2 separate regions of the Ovis aries genome follow, and region 1 is linked to region 2. Evidence: chromatin contacts called from public Hi-C data. All regions are on one chromosome and are shown on one strand. Each heading gives the region's core, a stretch centred on a gene start, on an enhancer-like site or on the middle of the called end of the contact. The rest is flanking DNA. Distances are from core to core; before and after follow the strand shown.

What was found. Hi-C and Micro-C count contacts between places; a contact is called where the count stands out from the background.
Region 1: a contact with region 2 is called in a Hi-C map of hypothalamus, with 9 times the contacts expected there. The contact joins two enhancer-like sites. A contact is called at or near these places in 9 of 16 Hi-C or Micro-C datasets (blood, hypothalamus, liver and 5 more).

Annotation. Positions count from the first base shown.
Region 1 is chr8:82,209,809-82,214,515 of ARS-UI_Ramb_v3.0, reverse strand. It overlaps SNX9 (sorting nexin 9), which reads right to left. Exons shown (of 22, transcript XR_009601538.1): 3 at 2,739-2,813; 4 at 1,335-1,460. Among named protein-coding and RNA genes, the nearest start is that of SNX9, 43 kb to the right of the region's middle. Within about 2 kb of position 2,190, at least 12 of the 54 cell types and tissues checked have an H3K27ac peak or open chromatin away from gene starts, as enhancers often do. A contact at or near this core is called in hypothalamus, where this site is marked.
Region 2 is chr8:82,099,896-82,104,448 of ARS-UI_Ramb_v3.0, reverse strand. No RefSeq gene overlaps it. Among named protein-coding and RNA genes, the nearest start is that of SNX9, 67 kb to the left of the region's middle. Within about 2 kb of position 1,373, at least 11 of the 54 cell types and tissues checked have an H3K27ac peak or open chromatin away from gene starts, as enhancers often do. A contact at or near this core is called in hypothalamus, where this site is marked.

The DNA of each region.
Region 1 (4,707 bases), core at 941-3,440, 110 kb before region 2:
TTATCTTGAGTAAACTTTAACTCGCCAACATTCTCAGGTATTATATATTAACAAAATATAAGAGAATGCTCAACTATGGTGATAACTTCACCTCCAAATTTTAAATATCTGAGCCAGACTAATTTGTAATTCAGGATGTCCACAAAAGCTATTTTAAAATGTATAAAATCTGCAATTAACATTTAGTAACAGTACTTTGAAAAACTCTCTTAAAAGGTTAAGATATAAATATCCTATAAGCAGATAACTGTGAGATGATTATTAGCCTTTACATTATTTAAAGCCTTTTATGTAGTTAAAAATATCAAGAGATATCTCCTAAAGCCCATTCATTTCTAAAGAGGTAGGAAGTAGTAACATTTTCAGATCCGTCTTCTCAATTTTCTTGTTGACGCTGGCTCTGGATAATCATTTAGCAATAACTGAACCAGGCCAAAGTACTGGAGCTTCGGCTTCAGTATCAGCCCTTTGAAAAAATATTCAGGGTTGATTTCCTTTAGGATTGACTGGTTTGATCTCCTTGCTGTCCAAGCTCCAATACTTTGGCTACTTGATGTGAAGAACTGATTCATTAGAAAAGGCCTTGATACTGGGAAAGATTGAAGGCAGGAGGAGAAGGGGACGACAGAGGATGAGATGGTTGGATGACAGTACCAACTCAATGGACACGAGTTTGAGTAAGCTCCAGGAGTTGGTGATGGACAGGGAAGCCTGGCGTGCTGCAGTCCATGGGATCACAAAGAGTCATTCAGACATGACTGAGTGACTGAACTGAACTGAGTCAGGTAGTCACCTAAATTGGTCAAATTCATTAAAATTAATATTAAAGTTTCAGTACATTTTTCTCAAATTATCCCGCTTTTCCAAGTTTTCTAGAAGCAGTACAGTAACAGTACCAACTACTGGCTCTGCAGCTGCCTTCCCGTGCGCTGCACCTGCAAGAGGGGGGGCTCACGCCGGACGCGCAAGTCACGGGCCACGGCCACAGAGTCGTGTCCTGTTCCAGCCAGAGTTCTGACACTGACCCCAGAGGACCCTTTTCCTTCCTCGCCCTCGCTTGCAAGGATATTCCCAGTTTATCGGGTCTGTGTTCAACATGCCAGACTTTTACTAGCAACTCTCAATGAACACCCTGCCTTCTCACTAATAATCAGTGCTATAAAAATAGTCTGCAGCAGGCTTAAGAGGCAAGGTCTTTGTTAGAACCCAGCAAAAGAACGCCACACACACACCTAACAGCTATTTTGTCCGTGCTCTCAGGGAATGGCAAGGGCCCGGCACGTCACCAGCTCTCGCACGCGTGCTTTGCTCTGTCGAGCCAGAGTACGGCTTACCTGGTTGCTGCTCTTGGTGGCCGATGCATCGGCGTGGGCTGCACTTGCTGACAGGGAGTCGAGGAAGGCTTGGTCAGCCACTGAATTTCCACACGCAAACTGATCTTTTCCATCACTCGGCAAAATCTGAACATAAGGAAGGACCACAGTTACTTACTTTCATAGACTATAGAGTTATTTCTGAGGTAGAACCCCTGATGGCAAGTAAGAACTATCAAAAGGTTTCTATTCTTAAAAGGTATGAGCTCAAGAACAACTGCCCTAACGATTCCTTTCTGCAAGTGTGCGGAATTCTTTAGAAAAACACAACTAATACCAGGATCAGCTTATCACATTTTTCTCATTCTTGTCAGTTTTTAGGATCCTAAATGCACAGTGTACAGAGGTCGAACATAACATGAGATGCGTGGGTTCGGGATCTGTGAATCCTCTGATAGGGTCTGGAAAGGTGGGGTGCCTGCCCGTGCACATGTCGGGCTGGCCAAAGAGTTCATTCAGGTTTTTCCAGAAAAGATGTTCTAGAAAAACCCAAACAAACTTTCTGGCCAACCCAACATTTCAGCAATATCATCAGTATTCTCCAGAGCGCTCAAAATTCCCCACTGAACTCAGTCAGGAAAACAGCCAGCCTTCCCATTTTGCAGGCAGCGCCCAGCACACACCCTCCCAGGGCACGTGCTCTCTCTACTGGACGGAAACCCAAGGCAACTCTGCTCCTGAGCTACACTCCAGTTTTATTCACAGGCTACCAGGCAGCCTCAGTTTCTTGCTGTCACCCGGGATGAGAGAAGCAGGCTCACCATGGACCCAGGGCTCCGTTCTGCGTGACCTACGGACAGCCAGCAGGGGGCGCCGCGAGGCTGACTCAGAGAGCCTTGGTCAGCTGGGTGGGGTGTGTCCCCACAGCATCCTCAGCATTTATCACAACAGAGCTTACACCCCGCAACAGCTCACTCCAGACCCTGGGCCTTGGAGAATGGGAGAAGGAACTGACGGAGAGGCCCTAGATTAGCACAGGGAGGAGACAGTGACCTTAGAGTCTGCTGCCTAAACTCTGTGAGTCCACTCTACAGTACACAGTATGGTAGGCAGCAGCTACGACAGTGTCAGCAACGGAAAACAGAGACTTTTATTCTGAACAACTAAAAGTTGCTATCCTTGGAAGGAACTTCAGCTAAGCATTTGGAGTCACTCTTTGGCGTGTAAGTCTGTAGGTAATATTTCTTCTTGGTTCTACTTCAGTGAATTTTCTACATTTTATATAATCAGCAAGTATTATTTTTACAATGGAATTTTTTCATTAAACATAAAGTTATCTTTCATTCTTGTTATTTAAGTTGATAATTCGTAAAAACGCATATGACAAAGACCAGGTTTAATTAATAAACAAGAATAAATTCTTACCTCAACATAGTCTGTTGGAACAAGCCCTCTTTCTCCTTTGCTGTTTCTTCCTTCCAGCCATCCTCCACCAACATCCTCAAAAAGGTTAAAAAGAAAAAAAAGAGTATAGTTGGAATTTCCTGCAGAAACTTGGCTCTGGGAATTGTTATCCATAAAAAAGGTTATTAACATTAACCCATTAACCTTTTCATTCCCATGGGGCTAACGCTGTTAAAAATGTCAAATTCTTAAGCTTTCTCTTTATGCCAGAAAAGGATATAATTTAAAAATGAGAAAAATCAAACTTCAACAATAATTGATCAGAGAGAGAGAAACAGAATGCCAAGATTTTGTAATTTCCTTCTGTTGACTGGTCTGTGGTAGACTACACAAATGGTTTGCAGCTCCGACTGTCAAGGGACAGAATGCACCCTCATTTCCAGAACCTGCGCTATCCTTTGTGACCTCTTCAGCCAACAGACTGAGGTGGAGATAACACAGGGTGAATACAGAGCTGGCCTCGAGAGGCTCTGCACACTTCAGCTCACTGGTTTTTTTCCCCCAAAAGAGCTGGATATTTGGGTTGCCAGATGATGACAGAGACAAGGCTCCGTCTCCCTGTTGGCCGACCCAAAGCCAGCCGACCCCCAGCAGGAGAAATGCCAGACAGAGGAGGTCATGATGGCCTGCTCTGCCCTCGTGCCCTGCTGGGCGATGCAGGCCCATGGGTGACCCCAGGTCAGGAGAACCACCTGGCTGGCTTGTGGATCCCCAAGCAACAACAACTGACTATTTGTTTAAGCCACTAAGCTTTGGGACTGCCTGTTATTTAGGAAAACTAACTGACACAATGGGGCCCACTGGAGAAGGGAGTGGCAAGCCACTTCAGTTTTCTTGCCTTGAGAACCCCATGAACAGTATGAAAAGGCAAAATGATAGGATACTGAAAGAGGAACTCCCCAGGTGAGTAGGTGCCCAATATGCTACTGGAGATCAGTGGAGAAATAACTCCAGAAAGAATGAAGGGATGGAGCCAAAGAAAAAACAACACCCAGTTGTGGATGTGACTGGTGATAGAAGCAAGGTCCGATGCTGTAAAGAGCAATATTGCATAGGAACCTGGAATGGCAGGTCCATGCATCAAGGCAAATTGGAAGTGGTCAAACAGGAGATGGCAAGAGTGAACGTTCACATTCTAGGAATCAGCGAACTAAAATGGACTGGAATGGGTGAATTTAACTCAGATGACCATTATATCTACTACTGAGGGCAGGAATCCCTCAGAAGAAATGGAGTAGCCATCATGGTCAACAAAAGAGTCCGAAATGCAGTACTGGGATGCAATCTCAAAAACGACAGAATGATCTCTGTTCGTTTCCAAGGCAAACCATTCAGTATCACAGTAATCCAAGTCTATGCCCCAACCAGCAACTCTGAAGCTGAAGTTGAACGGTTCTATGAAGACCTACAAGACCTTTTAGAACTAACACCCCCAAAAGATGTCCTTTTCATTACAGGAGATTGGAATGCAAAAGTAGGAAGTCAAGAAACACCTGGAGTAACAGGCAAATTTGGCCTTGGAATGCAGAATGAAGCAGGGCAAAGACTAATAGAGTTCTGCCAAGAAAATGCACTGGTCATAGCAAACACCCTCTTCCAACAACACAAGAGAAGACTCTACACATGGACATCACCAGATGGTCAACACTGAAATCAGACTGATTATATTCTTTGCAGCCAAAGATGGAGAAGCTCTATACAGTCAACAAAAACAAGACCAGGAGCTGACTGTGGCTCAGATCATGAACTCCTAATTGCCACATTCAGACTGAAACTGAAGAAAGTAGGGAAAACCACTAGACCATTCAGGTATGACCTAAATCAAATCCCTTATGATTATACAGTGGAAGTGAGAAATAGACTTAAAGGACTAGATCTGATAGAGTGCCTGATGAACTATGGAATGAGGTTCGTGACACTGTACAGGAGA
Region 2 (4,553 bases), core at 124-2,623:
AATGGTCCACGTGAAAACATCTTTAAAACAAACCAAAAAATCTCGTGCTGATGCAAGTTTGCCACTGTGGCTGTGCCATAGGGCTGTCCCTGTCATGAACTCCTGGAGGTGGCTGCTGGCCCTCTCAGGCTGCCCTTAGGTGACTTGTCTCTCTGTCCAAGCGGTGTCATGCTATACAGCACTCATCTGCTTATCAGTCTCCGTGCAAGGTGGCGCAGTTGGTAGAGAATCCGCCTGCCAAAGCAGGAGACTCAAGAAACATGGGTTCAATCCCTGGGTCAGGAAGATCCCCTGGAATAGGAAACGGCAACCCACTCCAGTATTCTGGCCTGGAGAATCCCATGGACGGAGGAGCCTGGTTGGCTATAGTCCATGGGGTCACAAAGAGTTGGACACGACTGACAAGTAGGCGTTAATCATGCTTCTTTGGAAAACGAGCTTGTAAAGGAGGAGACTGTGTCTTTTATCCCTGACCACAAGGAGTGTGCAGGGCCCCAGAAAGCAGTCAATAAACTCTTGTTGAATGAATGATTGTGTCAGTGGTGGCCAGCTGAGGGGGGCCAAGGGCACCGGACCCCAAGTGAACCCTGGGGCTCCATGTAGAGTCGTGGGGCAACCACGCTGCACAAAGTCGCTACTTTAGACCATGAGTGCGTGACTTAGAGAGTGAAGTGGTGGCCAAGCTCTCCACACATAGGTCATAAGTGGTAACTATGGTAACGACTGAATATTTTTAGGCACTTAAAGTAGTTTCCATGTTGTGCTTCACAGATTACTTTTCTGGACTCCCTTCGTTAACATGATCATTACTATCTTAATCTTCCTGATTGTCACTAGGAAGGGGCGTAATTCTGATGGTATAGGTATTTGGGGGGCTTCCCAGGTGGCTCAGTGATAAAGAATCTGCCTGCCAACGCAGGAGATGCAGTTTCAATCCCTGCGTCAGGAAGATCTCCTGGAGGAGGAAAGGGCAAGCCACTCCAGTGTTCTTGCCTGAAAAATCCCATGGACAGAGGAGCCTGGCAGGCTACAGTTCACACGGTCACAAAGAGTCGGACCCGACTAAGCACAGATGGTATTACAGGTATTTCTAACTGCTGGCTCTTAGGATGTGGATGGGATGGCGGTGTGGATATGTGTGTGTGTGTAGGGGTGATTGGGTATAAAAGATCGAAGATTGTGGATCTTGTGTGGGGTAATGTGGCACACTTGCACACTCACCCTCCCCCCACCCCCGGCACACACAATAGCTAAAATCTGAGGGAAATCCTGTCAAACCACCTGAATGATTTGATTGTTCCCAAGCTTTAGGGCTAGGAGCCTGGCCTCATTTGCATATTGGCTCCAGTTCTCTGTTGCTGAGATGCTCAGCTTCGTTGCCACTGCCCTCTGCTGTCTGCAGCCAGACCTTCTCAATTCATTTGACTCTATTGCCAGGAGGAATCAGGTCCAAGTTTCCATAAATATTTCCTCACTGGCTGGAGTATCTCCTACCTGTGCGCTGTTAGAACCTGCGGGGATTGCATCCTGTCTTTAAGGAACGATGTCCATGTTCAGAGAGCTAGAAACTGATAACGTGGGAAAAGCATAACTCAGGACTGAAAACTGAAAGAACCTACCATACAATTAAGTTATTGTACCAAGTCAGAGATTGCATGAACCACACAAGGAATCATATTTATGTACAACTTTATAGTTAACAGAAAGAGTGAAAGAAAACAAAGTGAAAATGAGTCTCTCAGTCATGTCTGATTCTTTGAGACCCCATGGACTATACAGTCCACGGAATTCTCCAGGTCGGAATACTGGAGTGGGTAGCTGCTCCCTTCTCCAGGGGATCTTCTCGATCCAGGGATTGAACCCAGGTCTCCCACGTTGCAGGCAGATTCTTTACCAGCTGAGCCACAAGACCTGCAGCATACATTTTCTCATTTAAACCTGTCAACCGATACTAATAAGGATGATATTGATAAAATATCATAGACTGACATGTGGGCATCAGATATGGCTATTGACCACTGTCTTGTCAGTCAGCTGATGTTATGTCTCATCCCAAAGGTCACACATGAAACAAAGTCTAGCTTCAGAGGGGAAAAAAAAAAATCCCATGAGTATAACTCACCAGCGTTATCTCTCAGTAGCACCTGATCTTTCTATCCCAGCTCTACCAATAAACTCTGAGAAGATCAAAGCGTGGGATAGACAGATGCAATTACTGGAAAGGTTTCCTGGGGGTGGTGTTCAATTTCTGCTTTGCAACCAAGATTCTAGAAGTTATGAAAAGGGCTTTTTCAGGATGAAAAGCATTTAGCTTTGTTTTTCCCTAGGAATGAAAAATTAAGATCATCCTGAAGTTTTTGTTTTTTTTTTTAAGATGTGGCACAAACTTTTTCAAGCAAGTACTTTTGAATTCCTCACATTCAAGCTTAAATCACAGTGACATTCGTCATATTATTATCTATTTAAGTGAGTTAAATTGAATAATGGGAAAGGGTCCGTTCTTCCTTTAATCTTGGATGAAAAAGGGCAAACTCCAAAATTATGCCTGTCTATTTGTAGTCTCCAGTGCTCCACACATTCAGAGAGAAAGTTCTACAAACTCTGAGCTGGTGTTTTTCTTTCCCAAATGCACTCTCTTCCCCACCAGGAATGACTAACATTCAGGAATATGGTGCCAAGGAAGGCCCCTAGGAAAGAGAGAAAATAGAATGTTTCCTTGGATATTGTGAAATAGTTTTTTCCCTGGAGCCCCCAGTTTCCCTTACATCTCAGTGGTTAGGGCTGGGTCATATGTCTATCTCGTGTCTATTGCTAAACTACCCAGTAGTAGCCTGGGGAAATGGGTTACCATGAGCAGTTTGGACAATTCTTTTGGGGTAGAATCGATATTGGGGAGTTAACCACAATTTTGGATACTGTGTATGGAAACAGTGGTAGCCAGATCAGATGTTTTTTGTTTTTAGGCAGATCAAAGGGCTTGAAGGTCTTTGGGGATTAAGTGAAAGCCAAAAAAGAGAGACGTGATTACATTTGTACTCCAAATTTGAAGAGCAGGGCACATCTGTTATGTACTTGTGGACAATTCATGGTCTCATGGCTAAAATCTTCAATGCCAGGACTCTAAAAAAAAAATTTTTTTTTTATTTAGGCTGTGCCATGTCTTAATTGGGGGTTTCCCTGGTGACTCAAATGGTAAAAGAGTCCGCCTGCCATGTAGGAGACCCAGGTTCAATCCCTGGGTCAAAAATCCCCTGGAGAAGGGGAAAGATCCTCTTTGGGTTTCTGAGTGGCCCCTGGGGTTAATAATGACATTGTCTGAATAACTTCTTTAACTCAGATTTCAATTTACTTTTAGCCAAAATAAAAGTCCTCTGATGTGGGACCAGAAGCACCTTAGACGTAAAACGAAACTTTTGACCTTACTTTCCAAGGGGCAGCCACCGAATGCAGGACAATTGGAGTTTGTTTTCTCCAGGATCCATTTGCCTCATGAGACCAGCAGGGTCCCTGTGGTTCAGAAGAATCAGACCTAGGACAGCATTTCCTTTCCCTGAGAGTTTTCCCCTTTCTGGAGATGCCTTAGCTTCCTGAAATAGTTTCCCGGAAGTTGTAACTAAAGAACAGTCAGACCAGTGGAGGGCCAAAGTGAGGCTTGTCAGGAGTCTAGTTGGGAGATGGGGAAGAGATCCCCTGGGTCTTGCCTCTGGATCCTTTCAGTTCTGCTGGTCTTGGGTTTCAGTCTATCAAGGGATGAGCCTTTAAACCAGGTCTCTAGCAGTATGTCTATCTTCTCAGCTATGTCTCTGTTTGTCCCCTTGCACTCTTGTTCTGACTACAGCATTTGAAGTTTTGAGGTTCTGATGGCAGAGTTCTCATTTCGAAATTTTGCTACAGAAATTCAAAGGCATAGAGCAGAGTTACAACGTGCTAATGTCTAGGTATTTGCATGCCCATTTCACACAATGTGATGTATATATAGGCCTTGTTTCAAGAAAGCATTCCAGAAAAACATCTACTTCTGCTTCATTGATTACGCTAAAGCCTTTGACTGTGTGGAGCACAACAAACTGTGGAAAATTCTTAAAAGAGAGGGGAATACCAGACCACCTTACCTGCCTCCTTTGAAACCTATATGCAGGTCAAGAAGCAACAGTTAGAACTGGACATGGAATAACAGACTGGGAAAGAAGTACATCAAGGCTGTATATTGTCATCCTTCTTATTTATCTTATATGCAGAGTACATCATGTGAAATGGCAGGCTGGATGAAGCACAAACTGGAATCAAGATTGCTGGGAGAAATATCAATAACCTCAGATATGCAGATGACACCATCCTTATGGCAGAAAGCAAAAAAGAACTAAAAAGCCTCTTGATGAACGTGAAAGAGGAGAGTGAAAAAGTTGGCTTAAAACTCAGCATTCAAAAAATGAAGATCACAGTATCTGATCCCCTCACTTCATGGCAAATAGATGGGGAAACAATGGAAATAGTGACAGACTTTATTTTCTTGGGCTCCAAAATCATTGCAGATGGTGACTGTAGCCATGAAA